3 separate regions of the Mus musculus genome follow, and all the other regions are linked to region 3. The links are chromatin contacts, called in public HiChIP or PLAC-seq maps. All regions are on one chromosome and are shown on one strand. Each heading gives the region's core, a stretch centred on a gene start, on an enhancer-like site or on the middle of the called end of the contact. The rest is flanking DNA. Distances are from core to core; before and after follow the strand shown. Region 1 has its middle 5.8 kb from the start of Nectin3. Region 2 overlaps Cd96 (CD96 antigen). Region 3 overlaps Morc1 (microrchidia 1).

Evidence for each region. HiChIP or PLAC-seq counts read pairs in DNA pulled down with a chosen protein or histone mark.
Region 1: an H3K27ac HiChIP or PLAC-seq map of embryonic stem cells shows a contact between it and region 3, with 6 times the contacts expected there. The contact joins two enhancer-like sites. A contact is called at or near these places in 11 of 39 promoter capture datasets (the 3T3-L1 cell line, cranial neural crest, embryonic stem cells and 7 more), 4 of 484 Hi-C or Micro-C datasets (LSK cells, cerebellar granule neurons, cochlea and 1 more), 5 of 115 datasets of contacts at active chromatin or transcription factors (astrocytes, embryonic forebrain, embryonic midbrain and 2 more) and 1 of 9 other capture datasets (embryonic stem cells).
Region 2: an H3K27ac HiChIP or PLAC-seq map of T-cell acute lymphoblastic leukemia shows a contact between it and region 3, with 10 times the contacts expected there. The contact joins two enhancer-like sites. A contact is called at or near these places in 3 of 39 promoter capture datasets (frontonasal cranial neural crest, hippocampal neurons and liver), 2 of 484 Hi-C or Micro-C datasets (double positive thymocytes and frontal cortex) and 2 of 115 datasets of contacts at active chromatin or transcription factors (T-cell acute lymphoblastic leukemia and double positive thymocytes).

What each region holds. Positions count from the first base shown.
Region 1 is chr16:46,500,916-46,504,522 of GRCm38.p6, reverse strand. No RefSeq gene overlaps it. Among named protein-coding and RNA genes, the nearest start is that of Nectin3, 5.8 kb to the right of the region's middle. Within about 2 kb of position 1,957, at least 8 of the 459 cell types and tissues checked have an H3K27ac peak or open chromatin away from gene starts, as enhancers often do. A contact at or near this core is called in embryonic stem cells, where this site is marked.
Region 2 is chr16:46,102,353-46,106,186 of GRCm38.p6, reverse strand. The region is part of intron 3 of Cd96 (CD96 antigen); the gene reads left to right. Among named protein-coding and RNA genes, the nearest start is that of Cd96, 16 kb to the left of the region's middle. Within about 2 kb of position 1,481, at least 31 of the 459 cell types and tissues checked have an H3K27ac peak or open chromatin away from gene starts, as enhancers often do. A contact at or near this core is called in T-cell acute lymphoblastic leukemia and double positive thymocytes, where this site is marked.
Region 3 is chr16:48,583,977-48,587,471 of GRCm38.p6, reverse strand. Morc1 (microrchidia 1) reads right to left here. Exons shown (of 27, transcript NM_010816.1): 19 at 334-579. Among named protein-coding and RNA genes, the nearest start is that of Gm41458, 28 kb to the left of the region's middle. Within about 2 kb of position 1,916, at least 28 of the 459 cell types and tissues checked have an H3K27ac peak or open chromatin away from gene starts, as enhancers often do. A contact at or near this core is called in T-cell acute lymphoblastic leukemia, double positive thymocytes and embryonic stem cells, where this site is marked.

The DNA.
Region 1 (3,607 bases), core at 708-3,207, 2.1 Mb after region 3:
CGAACTCAGAAATCCACCTGCCTCTGCCTCCCAAGTGCCGGGATTAAAGGCGTGAGTCACCACCACCCAGCTAATGATGGTTCTTAAATGCTCTAACCTCCCTTTTAGCCTATTACCTAGAAGGGAGGGGAAGTGGACCTGTTTAGAAAGGTTCTTTGGAGCAACTCCTGTCTGTTGTTTGGAAAGCAACCGTTCAGTGCACACATTAGCAGGGAGTTGCAACCTGATCCACTCACAAACACTTTACCAGCAGTCCAGCTTGGTGGAGTTGGGATAGCAAACATGAATAACTGGCAGCGGCACCACCTAGCAGAGGCAGCCAGGCCTCAGCCTAGGCATGCACGAGTCAGCAGGAGGGACCCGGAGGAAAGCCAGGAGAAGCTCTTGTCTGTACCTCTCTCAAGGAAGTGACAATCAGTGAAGCTGTGAGACCCACAAGCATTGCACAGCTAGCTCTATAAGCAGGACAAGCTCAGCCTGTGTCACTGTCCACTGAGTCCTCTTTATGCCCTCCAAACATCACATGCCCTCCACGGGTCTTGCCTCAGCACGTGTGTCTGTCTCAGCTGACCATCACTCTGTCAATCAGCTTGAGTCAGTGGAAGTCCCAAGAGACTGCAGCACACCACTAGAAGGTTTTTGTTTTTCGTTTGTTTGTTTGTTTGTTTGTTTGTTTTTTGGTGTGTTTCTCTCTATGGAGTCATAACAAATGCAGCTCAGCTACACAATGTAAGGTGGTCCAATACATGTGTGGTGTGTTGTTAGCAAAAATCCTTCATTTATGTGTCCTTTCACATGCTCACTTTAGCAGAACATCACCTGTGTCTACTTCAGCTAAATATTCCTTCCGGAGGCTGCCTTAGTCTTTTGCCTGTGTCCACTTTAGCTAATTGTTCTTTCAGGTGGTGTTTGCTCCAGCAGAACACCCTCCAAATGACTTCCCAAAGAATCCTTAAGTTCCTATTTCATAGGATGGCACACATTCTTAAAAAAAAAACAAAACAAAACACCCCAAGCCACACCAACACAATAGCCCAAACAGAAATCTTGCTATGTTTGGTTTTAGTGCTGTGAAGGGATCCCATGACCAAGGCAACTCTTATAAAGGCAAACATTTAACTGGGGCTGGCTTACATTATCAGAGGCTCAGTCCATTATCATCACGGCAGGAAGCATGGCAGCCTGCAGGGTGATATGGTGCTGAAGGAGGAGCTGAGAGCTCTACAACTTGATTGAAGGCAGCCAGAAAGAGATGCCCTTCTGCACTGGATGGAGCTTGAGCACTAGGAGACCTCAAAGCTCATTTACAGTGACTCGCTTCCTCCAAGGCCACACCTATTCCAACAAAGCCATGCCTCTTAATAGTGCCACTTCCCATAGGCCGAGCATATTTAAACCACCACATCTGCCAACCTGAGTTCATTTTAATCTTCGGTTTTATATCCCTTGTGCACTACCCTCTAGCAACACAGAAATGCTTGTGGTTTCCAGAGCATATAGTGACATGTCATGTGTTTGGAACTTCCAACTGTCATTCTTTCTTTCTCTTTTCTTTCTCTCCCTCTTTCTCTTCCTTCCTTCCTTCCTTCCTTCCTTCCTTCCTTTCTCCCTCCCTTTCTCTTATCTTTATGGAAAACTCCAGGCCAGACTTTAAGACTGTCCAAATGTTGTTTTTATTGTAAAGCTTTCCCAGTCTTCTTTAGGTAAAACTTAGCCCTCCTTCTCTGTTCCCTTTAGAGTACGCATCTTTAAATGGATGCTATCACCAGTAATAGGGCTAGTTCAATTATATCTGTCAATCCAACCAACTTTATTATTGAACAACTCAGTTTTATTGTTAACATTCTGTCTAAGCTCCTCCCCACAGTTACCTGGCAACAGCCAGGTATGCGCCTCCCCACAGTTACCTGGCAACAGCAAGGTAGCCCAGCCCACTATAAAAGGGGCTGCTTGTCCCCTTCTCCCTGTCTTGTTCTCTTGCTTCCCTCTTAAACCAAAACAGGGGAAGGAAAGAGCCCAAGAGGGCGGAGCATACCTGGCTGTTGCCTGGTAACTGTGGGGTGAAGCTTAGACAGAATGCTAACACTTGTAGCATAGCTCTGCTTTCTGCCTGAATATGTTTCTTTTCAAACTATGTTCTTTGGAATGCTGGCATTATCATAGAAGGGTAGGGAGGTAAGCTACATTTTGCCAGTAGTCAGATGTGTGATACGTGCAGGCTGTCCCTGTGGGCTTGAGGAGTCCAACTCTTTTCCGAATAATCTATTAACCCCATAATGACTCTTAAATTAAGTCAACATGTGTAAATGAAATAAATCAGCCAAGCCACATAAAATGAGACGTTTGTATCTGGATTTTAAAATACCTGGATTAAAAAACAAAACAAAACAAAACAAAACAAAAACGACTAAGACCCATTTGTTTATTACTAAGGTAACAACATCATCTCACTGCTCTCAAGATCACCTCTGCTAAATGTCGAGCTCTGCCAAGGAAATACAAAGTTTTGCAATTTGGACTTGCGGCTGTGTATCGATGGAGTGATGTCGGCTCTCTGCTGTTTTAACAGTTTTACATAGAGAAAAACAACATCTATAAGTAAGGATGTAAAGAAATAATCAGAGAAAAACTGAGCATGGGGGTCTGATGATGGAGGCCCAAGTTATTTAACAGAGAGAAGTTTATAAAAGAAAGTGTTACAAAGGTGTTGGAAGGGGTCTCTGTGTTAAGAAGGAGCATATGAAATCTCCTAGAGAGGGGGCTTTATGTGGTAGGAAGGAAGTTATTGCTTTTAGAGTCCTGAAAACAAAGGGGAAAATTTGGATTATCCGAGCTCAGAAGTTCAGGGAAGAGATGCTGAGTTCCGGAGTGCTCCTCTGAGGAACGAATAAGAAGAGCTTCTCTGGGGTGGGTAGCTTTGAAAGGCTGTGAAGAGTGTGATATGTAGAGTTGTTAAACAGAAAGTCTGGAAGCGAGTCCTAAAGACAAGATAACTTAGAATTACTGGGTGGGGGCGCAGATGCTGTTGGGAGCAACCAAGGGAAAGAAGCAAGCCCTAGAATGTAGTGACTTACTGATAGAACTAATCAGGAAGCCAGACTATAGACTGTAGAATAGCAGCCCTGGCCTTTGGAAACGAGAGTGCAGAATTCTGGGAGTATACAGTCAAGAGACAATAGTTGAAAACACAGCACCAGAAGAACACGCTCAACCAGTAAAGTGCTTGCATATGCGAGGAACTGAGTTTAGATCTCTGCTGGCCTGGCCCAACCTTGTGGCATTAGCTTCGGTCTTGGTCTTGCTCTGGCTCACTCTGCTCTATTTGTGTCCTTGGGGCTGTTCTCTCATTGTGAATCTTCCTGGTCCTTTTCCTCCTAGTCCATCTTCTCTTCCCCTACTCCTCCCCCCCCCCCACCCCGCTTTTTTTCTCCAGAGCCAACTGGGATTGGAAGTCCCACCCTATAATTCTCTTTTGGCCAGCTAATTGGCTACCCAGCTCTTTAGTAACGAATCCGAGGTGATGGAAAACAATCTTTACACATCTTAGAGACAGGAGATGCTTCAATAGCATGACAATGACAATGTCCAGACTGCAACTAGATTTCTG
Region 2 (3,834 bases), core at 232-2,731, 2.5 Mb after region 3:
TAAATACTTATAAATATACCCATAGATTAAACAGCTTTTACTGCTCACGAGGGAAGCTTCTTTTTTGCCACGGAGACAGAACAACTAGCACCAATTATAAATGACTGTGAAGTGCCCAGTCACAAATGGGACATCTCTAACATACCAACTTCTCACAAGGCTCTGGGAGCATCATGGAATAAGGGCAGAAAGGCTGTTGTAAAAGTCAGAGGGGTAAAAAGACTTCTGTGAGGTAGTGACTTCTGCATATGATATGACAGGGCCATTGCACCTACAAAATCACAATAGCTGCAGGTGACTGCACAAGGCATCCGCAGGATCAAGCCAGTCAACATTCCGCATGGATGGGAAATGAATTAATGTGTCCCCACTCCCAAGTGAACAGTTATTGGCACTTGATGACTTCTGGGAGAGGGTTGATGGGTTTTCTTCCGGGATGCGGTCCCGATAGGTTGCCCACGCTCTAAAGGGCATTAAAGGACATCCCTAAGCCTATATATATAGTCAGCACTAGACTTCATGAGTTATAAAGAAGGAAAAGGAAGGAGACAGTAAAGCAGAAGGAGAAGGAGGAAGAAGGGAGAAGATGAAGAAGAACACGAATGAGAAGAAAGAATAAGAAGGAGAAGGAAAGAGAAGAAGGAGAAGCAGAAGAAGTAGAAGCAGCAGAAATAGAAGCAGAACAAGGCAGGAGGAAGAGAAAGAGGAAAAAAGAGGAAGGTGTGAGGGACAGGATGGATGGAGGGAGAGGAGACATTGCATCCGAGAGGTGGAAGAGGGGTACATAGAAGCAAAATACACCATTACATATATGAAATTCTCAAATAATATGTGTGATTGGATGTGATCAAAATACACAGTCTACATATATGAAATTCTCAAAGAATGAATAAAATGTTAAAAGAGCTTCAGATTTTTCTAGTTCAAATCATGAAGGGGGAACAGGACATTTAATATTGTTTGTTTCATCATAGTTTTCTTTAGTTTTTGCACTGTTTTATAATCAGGGAAGGAGCAATGGTTTCAGGTGCATATATGAAACCTTGTGATTTAGAAAACAACATCTTCCCTCTTACCCGGTGGCAGCTGATCGGCATTGTCCTGGGTCTTATCAAAATACAAAGGACCCGCAAAACAAGTATGGTACTGTATGCCTTTAGTCCCAGCATTTGGGAAGCAGAGGCAGGCAGATCTATTATAAGTTCAAGGTCAGCCAGACCGACCAAGCAAGTTTCAGGACAGACAGCCAGGACTACAAAGGGTTAACAGCTAGTGGTGGTTAGAGATACTCATCCTTGCTCCTGAAAATAAATGTAAGGAGTGTTGCAAGCAGCCTGCTTTGACAGTGCTGCCAGGTTTGACCGTGCTGGCAGGGTGGAGAGTGCGTGGAGAAAATGTGAAGATGTGAAGTACACTGGAGATAGAGAAGCAGGAAGCACTATGGTAAGCAATGACCATGAAAGAGCTCAGAGCACACTGCACCTGCCGGGTGTCTGCTCAATGCAGCCCGAGCTAACTCGGAGCTGGCTCCAAGCATCTGAAGCCAACCAGAGACAAGAAAGAACCACTAAACGTAACAGCACCAACGGCTCTCTGCAGAACTGGAAACCCTGATCCCACTACAAAAACCGACAGGCCTCAGCACTAACTGCAGACAAAGGAGTATGTAGCAACAATGTTCCGTGATTCAAAATGACCTATCTAGTCTCCACCAAATTTTGTTACCAGTTTGTACATAATTTAAATAAATAGTCACATCCCTTCTTGGAGCCTTGAATTTTTTTTTAACTTTTTTCTTGTGAAGTATTCATCTCAAACAGACTGCAAGCAGATAAAGCAAAGATAGCCCTCTACCTCTTGTAAGGTTTTACATAGGAAATTCACTAACAGCATGGGGTTTGAGAGAAACTGCTATGTTCAAGTCCTTACTGGCTGTGCAACTTAAGGGCTAAATTTAGGGTGAGATGTGGAAGGCCCTTATCCATGAAAGCCACATTCAGGAATGCAACACAAATCAGAAATTGTGGAGCACCACGCGCGGGAAATAAAGAGGTAGGAGACCCGTGTTCTACCAGAGCTCAGGTAGACTACTGCCGGACCCCACGGAGCGTCGGGCCTCATAGGCTGCACAACCCCGCTCCAGGTGGTAGGGTAGGCACAGTCTCGGCTTGGACTCCCACAGACCCGCTGGGTACTACGGGGAGCCGGTTTTGGCGTCCCTGGGCCATTGTCTATGTGACTGATAGTCACAGGATTATGGAGTTGAGGAGTTGATGTGGTGTCAGGCGCTTGTGTCTGGGAGCATAGGTTAAGGTTCCGTCCCTCGTAGATTTTTCTACTGGGTCTCCCCAGTAAGCCTCGCTCGACCAGAACACAGACTGCCTTTCACGGTCCAACAAGCAATCAATACAAATACTTTAATACAGCATTTTAAAAGAATATAAGGAAAGCGCATGGTGAACAGTATCAAACTTTTAAATAAAGTCCCACCTTTGGTTATTTGCTATGAGATCTCATTATATTTATATTACTGGAGGAATAGTATGTTCCAAGCAACCTGTGGTTCTTGAGTCTTCGAGGTAATCATGAATCTGGTCGTGGGTTAACAGAGGCGGGGTAAACAGAGCTGTGCATGGCTTTATAACTCTCATAGTCCGCTGTGTGTTACTGTCACAGGGCACCTGAGACTGGGGAGTTGATGAAGAACAGAGACTTATTTTTCTCACAATCCTGTAAGGCAAGAAATCCAAAAATCAAGGTGCATGGTTTAAGGGACTGGACCCTCTGCTTCAGAGACGGTTGTTTGCGTGCTGTTCTACAGATGACGACTACTATGGCCCTACATGACAGAAGACTGGAAGGGTGGAGGACAGGAAATCTACTCCCACAAACACCATTTTGTTTATATGCTTGTTTTGGGTGTGACCTTTTCTGTTTGGTTGCAGTTTTGGTAGTGTTGGCAGTGAGCTATGTTCTAGACCCTTCAAGGTCTCATTCTTGTGGGAAGAGATTTCATAGGCCAAGTGTCTCCATCTGGGCAGCACTTTCAACACTGTGACTCTGGGAAGAAGATTTAGAGGTACAGGAACAAAACCATATTAACCATAGCAATAACCCTCCAAACTTCCCATTTAGATGGGGACAACATAAATGTTCATAAAAACCACAGAGTGTTTGTGGGTACAACTAGGGAAGAGTGAACTTAGTGACCAGCTATTAAGTGTGTGGACTATATTGCTAGTTAGATTTATATAGCATATCAAAACATTTTAAAGGTTTATCAAGATGTAAACCCATAAAGTTTTTGAAGTACTTATTAACATTTTTAAAGGTAGATATTTTGTTCTCTGAAAAACAGAAAGAAAAAAAAAGTAGAAATAAAGGCTGTCTGTGTGTGGTCCCCTGCCAGTCTGCCTGCAGAGCAGGTCAACTGAGATTGTTTATACTCAATAGCAGTTGAAATATGCTGTATGTTGCAGGCCACCACAGGTGGGTCTGTATAACATAAGGCCCTATCAACCAGCATCCAGCCCTGATTTCTGTATAAAGTCTTTCTGGAATTTGTCCTAAATTTCTCATTATAGATATGCCCAAAGTTTTATATATTTTTAAATTATCTAGTGGTTCAGATTTGTTCTGTATGTATAGTCCTGAAGCATGATTTTCCTTACTTCTGAGCATCTATGCTTTAAAACCCTTTGATATGAGGACCTTCTTATTCTCCGTAGCTGCGGGAAAGTTAATTTCCTGAAGACTGGAGTAAGGGGTATAAGATAGGCTTGAATAAACTTTGCAGTGCTTCGAACATAGAGTGCACTAAATAGATTAAAGCAT
Region 3 (3,495 bases), core at 667-3,166:
GTTAGAAGTTTCTCCAGTCATTCTCTTCTGTTAAATACAAATGTGAGCTCTTTTCCCATCCAGGCATTCTTTGGGGCACTGTCACTTGGCTGAGTTCTCCAAATTGTGCTGATATTAGCAATCTAACTTTTCTTCCAAAGTAGAAAACCAAAGGGAAAAAATAGAAATTGGGACCTTATCCAGCAAACACAGGTTGCAATGTACATCCCATAATTAGAGTGAGCTAAAAATGTGAAAATGAAGCAAAACCTTTACCACATGCTATTTCCAGAACAAGGGAATTATTATATATTTTGTGAATAAGAGAAAAGAATGGGGGGGGGGGAGACATGCCTGGGCTGTGTCCTCGAGTTTGAGGTTTTCCAATAGAGCTGGAGCGTGACCAGGCTGCAGGTACTTCACGGTCTTCTTCACAGACTTCTTCGGAATCTTCGTCATGCAGATGAACTCCACGTCCGAGTGAGTATCCTCTGTGCTCCTCTTTTGGCTTCTTTGCATGAACGAAAGCTTAACAGATGAGGGACTGCCCTGAGTCAGGTCTGCCCCTGAAGGCTGGATTCTCCCAAGTTTGGATTTTTCCTTAATTAAAAACAGTAAGACATAATTTTATGAGTTGTAGTTGCATCATTTATGATGAATTACTATCTTCTCTCATGACACTCCATTATATTTTTATGTATGTAATGTAGTTTAATTATATTTACCCCCTAGTCTTGCCCACCAGTTTCTCCCAGATCTCCCCAATTTATGTTCAAATGTGAGTGGTACCCATAGATTCATATATTTCTGGTTTTTTGGTTTTTTGAGACGGGTTTTTCTGTGTAGCCCCAGCTGTCCTGGAACTCACTCTGTAGACCAGGCTGGCCTCGAACTCAGAAATTCGCCTGCCTCTGCCTCCAATTGCTGGGATTAAAGGTGTGAGCCACCACGCCCGGCCCTATTTCAGGTTTTAAAAGCTCATACCATTCCCAGTTAGTATGCTTTCTTATATCCTATGCATATTTTTCTCCTCCCTCCCTCCCTCCCTCCCTCCCTCCCTCCCTCCCTCCCTCCCTCCCTTCCTCCCTCCCTCAGATATAAGTTCTCTGCTATGGTTTTAGTTCTCCTGCCATGCCTCCCTGCCTGTTACAATGCTCCCCACTTCCCGCAATGAATAAGAATCCTCTGGAACTGTAAAACTCTACATTAAATGCTTTCTTTTCCAAGTTGCCTTGGTCATGCAGCTAAGAGACATCCACCCCCTTTTCAATTTCACGTCCTGTTTTTTTTTTTTTTTTCTTAAATCCACTAGGTCCAACTCATGCTGCCTATATTCACACAGGTGTGGCATCATCCACTGGAGCAAGGCCATGCCTCTGAAGAAAAATAACTCTCCTTTCTATAAAAGTCATCCTCTGCAAATAGCGCCTCCACTCAGGTCTGGGATTTGTGTGTTCCTCCCTCACCCATGGTAGAATGTAGACTGCCTTGGTCTTGGGCAAACTATAGATGCACGTAGCAACAGCTCCTGTGCTTATGGGTGCAACGGCCCTGCCACGCTCAGAAGACACTGATTCATAGAAGATCGCCCTGATCTCTGACTCTTAGAAGCCTCCTCCGTGATGTCCTCTGAGCCTTGTGGGGCAGAGCATGATGTAGACTGAGGTTGAGCATAAAGGGCCAAGCATGCCCTAGACATGTTTTCTCTGCACTTCTACCCATTGTGAGGCTCGGGATTATCAGGCGTGTTTCTCACTACTAATAAAAAGTTCAAAAATAAAAAGGTTTGACTGCATCCTTCAGTAGTAAATAGTTCACGCGGTGGATTCAGCAGGAGCTGCAGACGTGGGCTGAATGCAGAGACCTGACTTTGAGAACACACAATGCAACTTCACTTCCTGCCAGAGGAAGTGCATGTGAGGTGAGGCCAGTTTGCATTTTCAGGCTAATCCCACATCTCACATCCTGAATCCCGCCCCTGCTGGCTACTGTTTTCTAGCCCTTAGCTAGAGTCTCCTCTCTATGCTAGAAGCCAAACAGAACTAAGGGACTTTGGGGTAGAATGTTGGTGCTTTTCTAGCATTCCCAAGTTTCCTGCTGGTGATGAGTTGCTATCCAGGAGAACCAACTTTAATACAAAGAGAACATACTGCTCTTGTGCCTGATTCTGAAATTCAGCTATGTAGTGAGTTAGGTAAATTTCTATGAAAGGAAGGAGCAAGGTTATGAGCTCATGTGCATTCCAACTTATTACTGGGTTCAGGAGTTTTTAGTGCCTGTATAGAATACAAAAAATGCAAGCAGCAGCAACCCAAACTAAAGGGACACGCTTGAAGCAAATGCTTCAGTATTTCAAGCAAACATGGAGAAATTTCGAGACATAAGATATGTACATCTTTGTCTATTAAGACCTATGAAAGCCGGGCATGGTGGCGCATGCCTTTAATCCCAGCACTTGGGAGGCAGAGGCAGGTGGATTTCTGAGTTCGAGGCCAGCCTGTTCTACAAAGTGAGTTCTAGGACAGCCAGGGCTACACAGAGAAACCCTGTCTCAAAAAACAAAAAACAAAAAACCCCAAAGACCTATGAGCTGTTAAAGGTTGGGGAGAAGGCAAGCAGAAAGACTTGAGTTTGGATCTCCAGCACCCACATAAAAAGCCAGATGCAGTGCTGCGTATTTGTAACCTCTGGGAGGTGAGGACTTATGGCTGCTTAAGCTTGCTGACCAGAGATAGTTAGGCAAGGTGGTAAGCTCCAAGTTTATAGAGAGGCTCTATCTCACATCGTTGGAGAAGACACATGATGTTAATTGTTGACATGCACATACACATGGACACACACAAAAACATATGCACATACACATAAACAAAATAGGGGCAATTTGAAACTGTCAGGTTTCCTATACATTCTTGTGTCTAATATAGCTGAGCAGCTCTGAGGCCTCACAACTATTCCTTTTTAAAGATGCTCAAATGATTCAAATGTCCTCTGCACTTGATTTTATGTTATTATAGTGTGTATGTGAAGAGGAGGCAAAACTTCACTATGTACCACCCGGCAGGCTGCAAGCTGGGAGACTCGGCTATTCTAGAACTTATGGCAGTCCTCTTGCCTCTGCCCCCCTGGTACTGATATTGCAGGTATGAGTTACAAGGAGGGATCCTTGTAAAACTGATAAATATAATATTATATGACATTTAGCAAAATTAAAAATCAAGAAAGAGCTTGAGGACACGAACCCACTTTCAAAAGCTGGGTACAGTGACACACACTTATAATCCCAGTATTAGGGAGGAGGAGACTAGTGGATTCTTTCATCTTCCTGATAAGTCTGCCTTACCTCACAAGGCCAGGTGAGGGACAGTTTCACCAAAAAACAATACAAAACAAAACCAACCAAACAAAAACTTCCAAGGTGGGTGATGTCTGAGAGATAACATCTACAGCTATCTTCTGGTCTCTACAGGCATGCATACACCCATGCAAAGATTGTGGCACACACATGAACACCCATAC